Linked DNA regions of Hordeum vulgare: region 1 is linked to region 2. A link is a contact called in public Hi-C data. All regions are on one chromosome and are shown on one strand. Each heading gives the region's core, a stretch centred on a gene start, on an enhancer-like site or on the middle of the called end of the contact. The rest is flanking DNA. Distances are from core to core; before and after follow the strand shown. Region 1 has its middle 220 kb from the start of LOC123405263. Region 2 has its middle 52 kb from the start of LOC123403044.

Region 1 (6,680 bases), core at 1,361-3,860, 280 kb before region 2:
TATACATATTCAACATTTTTAATACTTATTTAACATTTTTCAAATACTTGTTTGATATTTTTAATACTTTTCAACATTTTTCAAATTCTTGTTAATCACTTTTAGTATTTATTTAACATTTTTCAAGTACTTTTAAATATTTTTCAAATACTTATTTAAGATATTTTAAATGCTTAGTTATCATTTTATATACATGATCAAGAAATTTCATCATTGTTTTGTTACATGGTCAACATCTATTGTATACACATTCAACATTTTTCAAAACATGATTAAAAGTTTCTAAACTATTATGAAAAATAAATGTTTTTAATATATATGTTTAGAATATATAGAAGTGTAAGTAAAAGCTTAAAAAATGAATCAAAAAATGAAATAAAAACATGAAAAAGAACCGAAAAGAAAAGGAGGCAGTGTACCTACCGTGAACTGGACCGGCCACATCGTCGTGCGCTGCAGCGAGTCAGATACTAGACTCACTTTATGCGAGGTATAGGGGCTCTCCTATCGGGACCTTTCAATACGATGCTGCAGGCGCCGGTTCGCGCTCCTCGCACCTGCAGTGTCCCTCGCTGGACTGGCTGATGAAACATCTCCTGGCGCTCCCCTGCAGACTTGAAAAAATTTCATTGATTTTCAAAAATGTGAATTCAAAAAGGTACATTAAAATTCCATTGGATTAAAAAGCAATTAATAAGATTTTCGAAAATTTTAATGATTACGAAAAAAAGTTCACCATTTACAAAAATATGTTAATGGATTTTCACAAAGTTCAAACAATTAGTTGATTTTGAAAAAAAAATCAACAATGTTTTAAAACAGGTAATTTATTTTAAAAATGTTCATAGATTTTTTTAAAAGTTTACCTATTTAATTTTTTTTATCAATTTAGAAAAAAGTTTACGAATTTTAAATTATGTTCACCGATTTTCAAAAAATTCACCAATTTCGAAAAAAAGTTCATCGATTTGGATACAATTTCAGAAATTTGGCGTCTGCGGTGTCCCTCGCTGGACCAGCTGGTAAAACATCTCCTGGCGCTGCGCTGCAGACTCGAAAAAATTTCATTGATTTTCGAAAATGTGAATTCAAAAAGGTACATTAAAATTCCATCGGATTAAAAAGCAATTAATAAGATTTTCGAAAAGTTTAATGATTATGAAAAAAAAGTTCACCATTTTTAAAAATATGTTAATGGATTTTCACAAAGTTCAAAAAATTAGTCGATTTTGAAAAAAAAAGTTCAACAATTTTTTAAAACAGGTTATTGATTTTAAAAATGTTCAAGATTTTTAAAATATGTTCACCGATTATTTTAAAAGTTTACCTATTTCAATTTTTTTTATCAATTTAGAATTGTTTTTTACAACTTTTAAATTATGTTCACCAATTTTCAAAAAATTCACCAATTTCGAAAAGAAGTTCATCGATTTGGACACAATTTCATAAATTTGGTGCCTGCAGTGTCCCTCGCTGGACCGGCTGCTGAAACATCTCATGGCGCTCCGCTGCAGACTCGAAAAAATTTCATTGGTTTTCAAAAATGTGAATTCAAAAAGGTACATTAAAGTTCCATCGGATTAAAAAACAATTAATAAGATTTTCGAAAACTTTAATGATTATGAAAAAAAAGTTCACCATTTTTAAAAATATGTTAATGGATTTTCACAAAGTTCAAAAAATTAATCGATTTTGAAAAAAAAGTTCAACAATTTTTTTAAACAGGTAATTGATTTTAAAAATGTTCATGAATTTTTAAATATGTTCACATTTTTTTATAAAGTTTACCTATTTCCATTTTTTTATCACTTTATAAAAAAGTTTACGACTTTTAAATTATGTTCACCAATTTCGAAAAGAGGTTCATCGATTTGGATACAATTTCATAAATTTGGCGTCTGCAGTGTCCCTCGCTGGACCAGCTAATGAAACATCTCCTGGCGCTCCGCTGCAGACTCAATTTTTTTCATTGATTTTCAAAAATGTGAATTCAAAAAGGTACATTAAAATTCCATTGGATTAAAAAGCAATTAATAAGATTTTCGAAAAGTTTAATGATTATGAAAAAAAGTTAAACATTTAAAAAAATATGTTAATGGATTTTCAGAAGTTCAAAAAACTAGTCGATTTTGAAAAAAAAGTTCAACAATTTTTTAAAACAGGTAATTTATTTTAAAAATGTTCATGAATTTTAAAATATGTTCACCGATTTTTTTAAAAGTTTACCTATTTCAATTTTTTTATCAATTCAGAAAAAAAGTTTACGAATTTTAAATTATGTTCATCGATTTTCAAAAAATTCACCAATTCCGAAAAAAAGTTTTTCGATTTGGATACAATTTCATAAATTAAATAAAGATTCCATTGAATTTCAGAAAATAATCAATTTGAAAGGAAAAGTCACATACTCTCTACTACTGTTAAAAGAGCAAACATAAATTCTACTAAAACTACACATCAAACTGTACACAGGATAACCAGAACCCTCGGATCGAATCAACTTAAACACATCCAACTGCTTATATTATGCAATGGTGTGCCATATGAATCCACATCTCAGATCAAATGTTCTGCCGGGCCGTGGTCTGCCGATCGTTGCGGCGCTACCCGTCTCCCACCCAAATCGTGCCTCCCGACATTTCCTTCTTGACTTCTTCTCTGGCCCCATATTGACAAGAACAGATCCCCAGCAAATGCGCCGCCGATCCTCCCTTCCCCTTCTTCTCGCACCGCCCATCTTCTTGCGCCTGCAATGGCCCTCTTTCTACCGTCACCACACGCCTTCGGCGGCCTCGGTGACCAGGAATGCGAGGACGCATGCCGAAGGCATCCTTCCGAGGAACCGACGTGCTTGGGTTCTCCAGCCTACGCCGTCGAGTCCACCAAGCCGCGTGCCCACGACGCCTCACGTCAGGGGAACCGCCTTTTCCCCCGATATGGATGAAAGCGGCCACGGAGACCGGACGAGGAGGTGGGCAGCTGATAGGAGAAAGGATAGAGGAAGGGACCGATCGGGGATGAATTAGATGGCTTCAATCCAGGACGGCGGCAAGTAGGCATGGCAACTCTAGGGATTTGCTCTTCCCAGATCTGGAAGATAGGAAGCATGGAATCCAAATCGTGAGGCGTCAATGGGGATTGTAGGGAGGAAAGAGAACGTGTTGGTGATGGATGAGGTAGTCTCAATCCGGAGCATGACGAGGAGGGAAAACTGCAGGCACGGTGAGGAGAGTAGGAGAAATAGGAAGGGCACACTGATGACGAGTTGAGTATGAGTTGGGCCGCATTGGAGGTTGAGGGAGGCGGCCATCAGGGGACTTGTTGTTGCTGCAGCTGTGCGTGCTTGCTTGATGCTCATCGTCCTGTATGGATCTGCTGCCATTGCTGCGCATGTGCGTGCGTTGTGCCACTGATGATGTGTGCATGGAAGAGGAAAGGAAGCAAGGCAGCTGAGTTTGCACAAATGTATCGTCAGGACAGGACGGTTGTGCACACACCATCTTCGATTGGGAGCACGGAGATGGTCACTATCAACATATCATCGTGGAGGCTGCCTGCCAGAGGCGCTTGTGTTTCGGCCTGCCTCCACTTGTTGGCAACCTCGTCCTCCAGCGCCAGAGTATCGGCGACGGCAACACTTTGTGTCATGAGCATAGAAGTGGGAGAATAGTGATTATGTAGCTAGATCAGGGCAAAAAAGTAGTGCGTTGGTAATTACTTCCTCCGTCCTAAAATAAGTGTCTCAAGCTTAGTATAACTTTATACTAGAGATAGTACAAAATTGAGACAGTTATTTTGGGACGTAGGGAGTACAAGTTACTACTCCCTCCGTTCTTAAATATAAGTCTTTTTAGAGATTTCACTAGTGGACTATATACGGATGTATATAGACATATTTTAGAGTATAGATTCAATCATTTTGCTCCGTATGTAGACCCTTAGTGAAATCGCTTAAAAGACTTATATTTAGGAACGGATGGAGTAGGTAGGAGCAGATTTAACAAATTCAGAAAATAAAATCCTAATTGATTGCTAAAATACTACATAGTTACTTTGATATTGCTACGCAAGTCAACATGCATAGACTAGAAAGAACACTTACTTCCTACAAAGTATGGACGGATGATGTCATCGGGGAATTTAGAATTTATTGTATGGCTAGGATCTTTTAGGTGCAACGCAATTTTAGTGTCAGCTTTGAGTACATAAAACTTCGAAATTTCTGGCCAAAGTCCTATATCAAAATAGGAGTGACAATCTTCATCAAGTTTCATAGAAATAACGATTGTAAATCGATGGTTTGTGCTCAGCATGACATCCTTGGAGTCTATAGTTATGTAAAGTCCAAGATTTAGCGCATTAGTTGTTGTTGCAAAGCAAGGGATGTACCGCAGGAATTAATAAGATTGTTAAAGAACATGGCAACATGCTAGTATGAGAGTAGTTAAAAGAAGAGCACATCAATTGATATGAAAGGACAAAAAATTATAAGTAAACAGATAATGTAACCGTGATGTCATGCATATGTATATGAGAGTAAACAAAAGAACAATACAACATTAATTTGCCTAATTTAGAAGAAGAAGAAGAAGAAGAAGAAGAAGTATGTGGCAATATATAGTATCGGTTCACCAAAAGTATAGGCCATGTCAACGTAGGTAGTGTGAGATTGAACTTACCGTGCGCTTCATGAAGTCGTGTGATATGGTGAGATGAAACTCATTGGTTGTATGTCCTTGCACTGTACACTCTATGAAGGAAAACCCTCGAATCATGTAGAAGGAACATTTTTCTTTTCAAAAAGGATGATAACCCCCGAAGCTAGAAGGAACGTGAATCCACGGTGATTTCGGCCGGGTGATTAAAAGGGGCAGATGGACTGGGATAAGAGATGAGCGGAAATATTTAAGTAGATTACAGTTACCTGCTTCTCCATGGGAGGTCCAGTGCCGAAGATTCCTGAATTGGGTTAGCAGTGTCGAGAAAATCGGTGCTGAGAAGCCGCGGCTACGGCGGCAACACACGTCGAGCTAAGTGGTTGCCGTGGGGATAGGCGGTGAAATGTAGAGGTCCATAGGATTACTGTAGGTGCTACTAGAGACAGGGAGGAGGAGGGGCTAATTCTTTGTGATAAGGCGTAAATATCACCCCAAAATATAATGCGCTTCAGAGGCAGAGGTTTCCAGACCCAACAGCGTATGATAAACTGAAAATATCACTCTCAAAGAAACTAGCACTCCGGTGTAATAGAGATACGGATAGTCGTTCGATCTGTGTACATCCTGTGATTCGCACGTGCGATCCATGAGGATGCGTTCTGGCCAATAGGAACAAAAGTGATGGAAGTCATCACACACAGTTCCAAAGTTGTGCGTGTTGTGGGAAGACAGTTTCTATTATAAAACTGTGTGGAAAGACTGAAAGTAACAGAGAGGATTCACACTAATAATATGTGTGCGCTGTGATGAATCATATGTTGGTCTAAGATACACATAAAATCAAATAAACAGACTGGTTGCAGGATTGCAATTGCATTGCACTATTAGTTCATTAGACATGGTCTCACCAACATGTAGTACGATTGATAAACATATATAGTCAATCATAGATATAATACACACAAACTAGATAGATTCAATCCAACATCTCATCATCATGCTTGATCGTTAAGATTCTCCAAGAACTCGACGTGCAACATCCTGCAAGAATACTTCTGCCATAAGGATCCAATGGCTCGTCCTCTTGCATTCACCAGAACGCTAATATACGTGTTTTTAATCTTATGGTTGCAGAACAGGCATCCATTTCCCCCATTCTTCAAGACACGTCTATTATGCTTTCCAGCCTTAAGCTCCCTGATGGTTTGCCTCTTGGACCTCTCCTAGTTTTCTTCATCCTAGTTGTCGACATGGTGAGATAGAATCGACGTTGGTTTATTTTATACTATGAATTCAACAAGGCAGAGTTTATGAAACATACTATATCATGTGACAATGTGAACCCTAAATCTTAAGTGATATTAGTGAAGGAAATGCATAAATTGAGATATGGCTATGAATGGATTGTAAGATTTGGCTACACAAATGGATTGCAAACACTAGTACATGTGCAAAAAATGGCAGTCACCTATGTAGGACATACAAATGGATTGTAATATCTGGCTATGAATTATTAGCACGAACACTTACCCTAGCCGATCGGATTATTAGCACAATCATTTGTACAAATGATTTGTAACTAGAGAATGAGCCACTAACATTGGTGCTCCTAAATCACGTGAAGAAAACTTGGATGTGTATTCACGGCTCAAGATAAATCACAACTCCATGGCAAACATGTACAAGGTTGTGCCCAATGAGTTTTTCCCGTCTCACAAATTTGGTTCTGTCTACTTTTTGCAAGCAGGTATACCCACTACAAACACTATCATGAGACATACCCTAATGCCCAAATCAGGTGATGACAAGATGATTAGAGGATATTCCATCAACATGTTGCATCATCTAGACACCCACACCCGGTTCCGAGTGATGGACTTGAAGTTGATACTGTCACGAGGAGTGCTGCAGATCAGAAGAGATCTTGTGGATATGCTCCATACATTCTGATGCTCATCAATGCCAAGATTGGCAAGCATGCATATCTACTTGATCGTCCCCATTTGCTACTTCAGCCTAATT
Region 2 (6,618 bases), core at 802-3,301:
AGAATTAATGGGAAGCAATCACATGCACTCAAGCAAACAGGCAAACATTAGTCACTCCAAGCATCACAAGTATTCACAAATTTTTTAATTGGTCCTGATTTTTGAAGTAAGCTAATTTTTCAGGAAGGCCAAAAACTGGGTGTTACAACACGTCAGTCTGGGCTGACGTTTGAAAGCTTTCAGTCTGATACTCACCTCAGTCATAATCTCTGTTATGTCACGTGTTGGAAGATTTCGTCTGCCTAAGCAGTTATCTTTTACCGACAAAAACCTACTCACATGGACCCTTAAGTAGCCGGCTAACTGATAAATCACCCGATTAATTGATTAAACATTCGATTATCTTTTTTCAATATCATCCTGCTAATCCCACAATGTATCCCATTATCATGGTTTTTTCATCGTTCTCCGAACAATCCACTTGTGTAACGAGATGATCCCCGCGGATCTAGATAAAATGCCAAACTTGACTGAAGTTGGAAATATCTCACAAGGGTTATTGTAGACATAATAAAACATATAATCAATTTTTGTAGGGCTGTTTCATGTTTCTAGACACAACCCTACTCATATGGATCATTGAGTACCCGGCAAACTGATTAATCGATCGATTAACCGACTAAAATGCTTGACAGAATTTAATGATTGCCCCCGTCAATCCAGTGCTAAAACAATGTAACCCAATTTTAACGCCTTCTCTGTGCTACGACATCACAGTTCAGCGTCATACTCCCGGTATGGTTTTAACCGTTTCCGAGTCGAACCATACATGCACTGTTCTGAAGATAAAAGACATTTGGAGTCCCCCCGTGGATACACCACCGGTGTTCCGAGGGGGGATCCCCCGCTATGGTTTTCACACTTTCCGAGCCGAACCATCCATGGGCCATTCTGAATATAATTGACATTTCTGAGTTTTCCATCACATGGGCAACCGGGGGGTTCCGATGTGGGCTGCTCCGTTGAGTTGCGCGTGTGCGATGCGGCATCCAACAAACAAGCTTAATTAGCCCGTTGAACCCTAAAATCAATTTTAACTACTCATATGAGTCATTGAGGAGCCGACTAACCGACAAATCGCCCGATTAACTGATTAAACCTTCGATTAACTGCCTTCACTACCATACCGCTAAACCCACAATAAAACAATGTAGCCAATTATCACATTTTTCGTGTGTTCTCCGTACCATCCACTTGTGTAACAAGATGACCCTCCGCCGATCTAGACAAAAGGCCAAACTAGACCGCCGTTGGAAATATGTCACAAGGGTTATTGTAGACATAATAAAAACATATAATTAATTTTTCTACGGCTCTTTCGTGTTTCTGTACGACAATTGCTGTCCCAAGCACCGTTTTGAATATAATTGACATTTCTGAGTTTTCCATCAGAAGGGGCTCCTCCATCGAACTGCCCGTGTGCGTCCAACAAACAAGCTTATTTTAGACCGTTAAACCCTAAACCCAATTTTAGTTACTCATATGAGTCATTGAGATAGCCGACTAACCGATGAATCGCTCGATTGAAGATTAAATCTTCGATTAACTTTGACGATTAGTCCGCTAACCCCGCAATAAAAACAGTGTATCCCAAGAAGACGGTATGCGAAGCAATGTTTTGATTCAGACAGAGCTGCACATCGTCCACGCGCGACAACGATGTTGATGGATTTCATACTCCCTCCGTCCGGAAATACTTGTCCTAAATATGTACAAAATGGATGTATCTATAACTAAGATAAGTCTAGATACATCTACTTCTAGGACAAGTATTTCCGGACGTAGGGAGTACCATTTTTCTTAATTAGAAACACAACAAAAGCGTAAGTGCACAAGTCTGGCTGCATGCGCTTCCGAGGAGTAGGTCTTAATTATACAAATAGATGTTCTAGAAAGTAAAAACGCGAGGGCAGGCACGCACTCGATTTTCTCTTGCGTCATAAGTTTAATTATACAATAACCGCAACCATTCGCGGGCCTGAGCTAAGAGACCGACCATATCATCAGACTTCCGGGTCCACAACCTCTGAAGGGGGGCCCCTCTGTTCCCTAGCAGAGTGAGGGAAACCTCATAAGCTGCTGCTTCAACCGAAACATCTGGTCCTGGTTGAGCAATCACATTCGATGAGCGTCCGATACACACTAGCAAAAACAAAACAAAAAACACAAGTGTGTACACTCACCGGCCATATCTCTTCTGTCATGTATTCCCCATCAAATTTCATCATGTAGTGGACGTTGAAGAAAGGCGAGTCATTGCTGCATTTTTGGGAGTGTCTATTTGACATTCGACTGAAAATAAATTGGGCATCACTCAAGTTTTCTAACCAATAATAGAACAACTTAAGTCAAATCAGTGGAACTTATAAAATTACAGTGTATTTATTGATGAAGTTACAGCGTAAAACACCCATAAATTACAGTCATAGATCCCTCGAATTACACCCAAATCTCCTAGAATTACACTTGTAAAAACTGATGAACTCACACTGTAAAAACTGATGAATTTACACTGTAAATACCAAAAAAGTAGTGTAAATCACCAAAAAGTACAGTTTAAATACTAAAGAAGTACAATTATTGAAGTCGAAAAATACATACTCCATACACAGCGCCTAAAAACCAAAGTTCTCGGCGCGAATCTTAGCACCAGATCGGATGAACACAAAATTGAATGACGGCGAATTGAAAAACACTCGACTGTAGAATAGCAAAACCGTTTTTTAGATCATTATTTGATTCAGTCAAAAATGCATTTTAACAAATCCGAGGGTCAAGAGCTAAATACGCATTTACCTGCTCGATGGTTCGTGCATCATGCGGTGCGCCTTCCTTTTGAAATCGTCCGCTCTAACATGCCACCCAACGAAAAACGTCTCAATGCACTTGCACAGACCAAACAGGAGACGGTCCATGACACGCGCGTGTTTCATTTCGAGCTCTATGATGTCATACTGCGTTCTTTTGGGGTCCATCACATGTACAACCTTCTTCAACATGTCGAAGACATATAGCACGTGGAATCCGCCGCCCCCTTTAACAGGCACAAAAATCTACAAGGAAACATGTACTCGTGAGAAGTGATATTATACGTGTGTCCTGCCTCACCACCAAGCAAGCGATTTATAATTACCAAACGACACGTCTCCACATTGTAACGTAGATGTTCTCCACGCCAAAGTTTGCTAGCAAATTCAGTTCCTTCGGGAGATCGGCTGCGTTAGAGAATGCAACTATTTGTCAGTCAATAGTTTGTAAATACAAAATCACAGTGCTCTCAGAGGGGAGGCTAACAAACTTACTTTTGCCCCGGTAAACAATTATCTCTTTCCCTTCATCCATGTTATTTTCTTTCTTGCTGCTCAGGAGCACGAAGCCCATGTTGTCGTCAGCCCGCGCCATGGCATCTAGTCCACCATCCAGGTACAACTGACCAAAAGAGCCCATCGACATGCGAACTGGTACGCCTGGCAAAATAGGGAGGGCTAGTTGGCTTGTGTTCAAGAACGAAACTGGGCAAAAGCGAAGCAAGACATTAAATTCCACCCAAACAAACATTCAAAATGTCGCATTGATATTTATTCTCACCCCTAGCAGTCTGCTCAATTCCCACAGGGACGGAGATCGATCGACCGACTGGATCCAGACGCATGTCTACTGCATGGCGTACCGTATGTCTAGGTAACATCAGTAAATTCGGGCTCGTGCTTCAGGATGCAAAAGGAAAGCATACCAGGATGGAAAACGCCTACTGTAGAAATCAATGCCGGCAGATTTATTGTCTGAGAATCGCTCGCCACCTCCGCTGCTGCAGCCCCGTTGTAGGCACCTGCTCATTCCACCACAATCATTATTTTTTGTCATAAAAACAGACAAAACGCGCACCAGACACTTATGGTGGTGTTTCTTTTCAAGGGACTGACCTTTTTTTTAGTCCCAGGGACTAAAGAAAAAAGTCCCTTCAAGAAAGTCTTTTTGTAGTCCCTTAAGAAAAAGTCTCTCCTGTTTCTTTACCTAGGGACTAAAAGAGACTTTTTAGTCTAGTCCCTGAGTAAAGAAACACCACCTATGTATGTACACTACCTGATTGTGCGGCAACATCATTCAACTGGTTTGTAAGCTCGTTGGCAGAGTCACACAATCCCAACTCATCCACGTACCGAAGTAAAGCTTGCATGTACCCCGTGGTCATAACTCTCTCACTTTGCATGTGCATCTCGATGTCGCTGCGCATGTTGTTGTTCATATAACATATTGTGCCGGTGTTAACCGCAGCTAGCCTCTGAAAGAACAGCCTGTTGCGTTCGGTGCTAGCCAACGCATGCTCCTGAAGTGATCGTTCTATGAAAGCTTTGGCCTGAAACTGAGATTGCAACTCAGGGCGGTCTCGCTCGAACATAGATTGGATTTCAGAATCATCGTATACAATTTACCTCTGCAATGTCTTGCCTGACATGGGTGGTATCCCATGGAAGATTTTCAGTTGCAATGACCGTAGCCTGTTGCATGTTATTGTTATCAGCTCACAACCATTTTGAAAACGATGAAATAAAGATGCAGCAATAACTCGCCTTCAGCACGCCGTACTTCTTGGGGCCGGTGCGAGGAAACGTGTTTCCGAGTATAAGCGTGCTGAGAATGGCTGCAGTGTAAAACCTTGTTCTTGGCCTGACGGATGGATCAGGCCTCACGAACGCAGTAACATCTACCGAGTCAAAGTACAATACCTGGAAACAAAAATCAAAACAAAGGGTCACACTTGGGGCCGGCATGAATATGAAGATGCAGCCGCATCGTTAAAACGCCTGTCGACGCTGACAAAACTTGCTCACCTGCAACACCAGAGGGCACCCGTACACGTGAGGCGCCTTCCCTTCAAGCAATAGTTGTTGGCACCTCGCGGCGACGCGGATTAGCTCGGTGAAAATGTATTTCCCCCAGTTCACCCTATGCAGATTCGAGTGGTCCATGCAAATCTCGTATGCTTCCGCTGGGACCATTGACCTCTTCTCCCTGGGACTAAAACAAGTGGCCATGCAAAGCATAGCAAAACCGATGATGGTCCTAACTCTGTACTCATCGGACAGGGGCGTTTGACATGGTCTCTTCAAAGCCAACTTCAAATCAGACGTTGTTACATATAGAAAGGCTTCGGCTAATCCTAGGGCAGATCTAATGCTAGCGAGCTGGTCCACGGTTGGCGATGCATTCTTACATTCGATTTCTATATCCCCACCCAAGGCAATTCCTAAGATGTTGTGGATGTCAACCTCGTTGAAAGCGTAGACAACTGTTTCGTCTATTTTCAAAGTAGCACGCTCTAAGTCGACATTGAGCAACAAATGCCACGAGAACTCCCTATCCACATGTGTTATGTTGTCTACATCTAGCATCCCCCCAAGACCAATATAGACTATAAGCGCTTTCTGTTCGTCAGTAAGATAACCAGACACCTCGTAGACATCTTTAGGGGCGAAGCAACTGTCAACCATGATCTTGTTCGATTTCGCTCTCTTCCTAGACTCGTAAACATTGGTCCACGAAGTTTTCCTAGTCGTGTTTCACTTAGGCCCCTCATCTAAACCGCCGGTCATCTAATGGAAAGCATGGCCGCGGGTGAAAACAAGATGAAGAAAACAAAAGAAAGCAGCAAAAAAGATAAGACAAAAGAAGAACACGACATGAGTAACGATGGAAGGAAGCACGGACGATAAGGTGGAGAAGGGGAGCAATGGTCACCTCGGTCGTCGGGCGCAGCTCGGCGCGCGAGCTAGCAGATGAAGAGATGGAAAAGAAGAGGGCCTAGCTATGGGTCCTCCGAGTTCGAGTTTGTCTGGCCAGCGGCCTTTCTTATGCAAGCACATCTGCGAGAGGAAGTACACCGGAGTAATGGCCGACTAAACTGGCCTCTGCGTATCCGTCAACTCGACCAGCCACGACGACAAAGCGTGATGATGATCGCTGTGTACAGTGCGCGTCGGCTTAAAAGAAGCGTACCCTTCTCTGTGCCAGCTGCGACTTCGAGCACGTACCGTGCGGATTCATTACCAAAATGCCCAGACATGTACGGCGGCACAGTGAACCTATGTAGTGCAACAAGCGAGAGCCATGGAAGACGCGGCCACACGTGATCCATCCTCACCGCGTCGCATTTAGCTCGCTCCCTCGCAGACTTTAATGTTTCCACCGCTTTGGCATTTGCAGGGAAAATTTTTTGACGAAAAACATTTTGCTCAGCTGCATCGAAACCCTGGCATTCAAACAGAACAGCACGAGGGGAGCTGCCTGTGCACACAACAATAAAAACATATAAAAATACATTTCAAAGACAAAACTACACTGTTCCCAGGGCATGCCCGCATCACCACGGTCGTCGCCTTGCGTACTCTGTGCGATCGAATCCACGCGGTCAGCACGTACGTGCGAAGGTGCCCAGGCATGGTCACAAAAAAGACACCCCATGCTGCACGCGAGATAGAGATGATGGGGACAAAACTTTCAGTAAGTTCCCCTTTTTTTCGTACAAATGTTTTTTAAAAAATCGGCAACGTTTGGTCTAGTATTCATAAAAGACCGCATGTGCGTGCAAGAGTTTTAGACACCGTGGCGAACAAATTT

What was found. Hi-C and Micro-C count contacts between places; a contact is called where the count stands out from the background.
Region 1: a contact with region 2 is called in a Hi-C map of leaf, with 5 times the contacts expected there. The contact joins two enhancer-like sites. A contact is called at or near these places in 3 of 6 Hi-C or Micro-C datasets (leaf and seedling) and 1 of 1 datasets of contacts at active chromatin or transcription factors (embryo).

The regions. Positions count from the first base shown.
Region 1 is chr6H:169,468,096-169,474,775 of MorexV3_pseudomolecules_assembly, reverse strand. It overlaps the pseudogene LOC123405265. Among protein-coding and RNA genes, the nearest start is that of LOC123405263, 220 kb to the right of the region's middle. Within about 2 kb of position 2,610, at least 2 of the 3 cell types and tissues checked have open chromatin away from gene starts, as enhancers often do. A contact at or near this core is called in leaf, where this site is marked.
Region 2 is chr6H:169,187,059-169,193,676 of MorexV3_pseudomolecules_assembly, reverse strand. It overlaps the pseudogene LOC123405260. Among protein-coding and RNA genes, the nearest start is that of LOC123403044, 52 kb to the left of the region's middle. Within about 2 kb of position 2,051, at least 1 of the 3 cell types and tissues checked has open chromatin away from gene starts, as enhancers often do. A contact at or near this core is called in leaf, where this site is marked.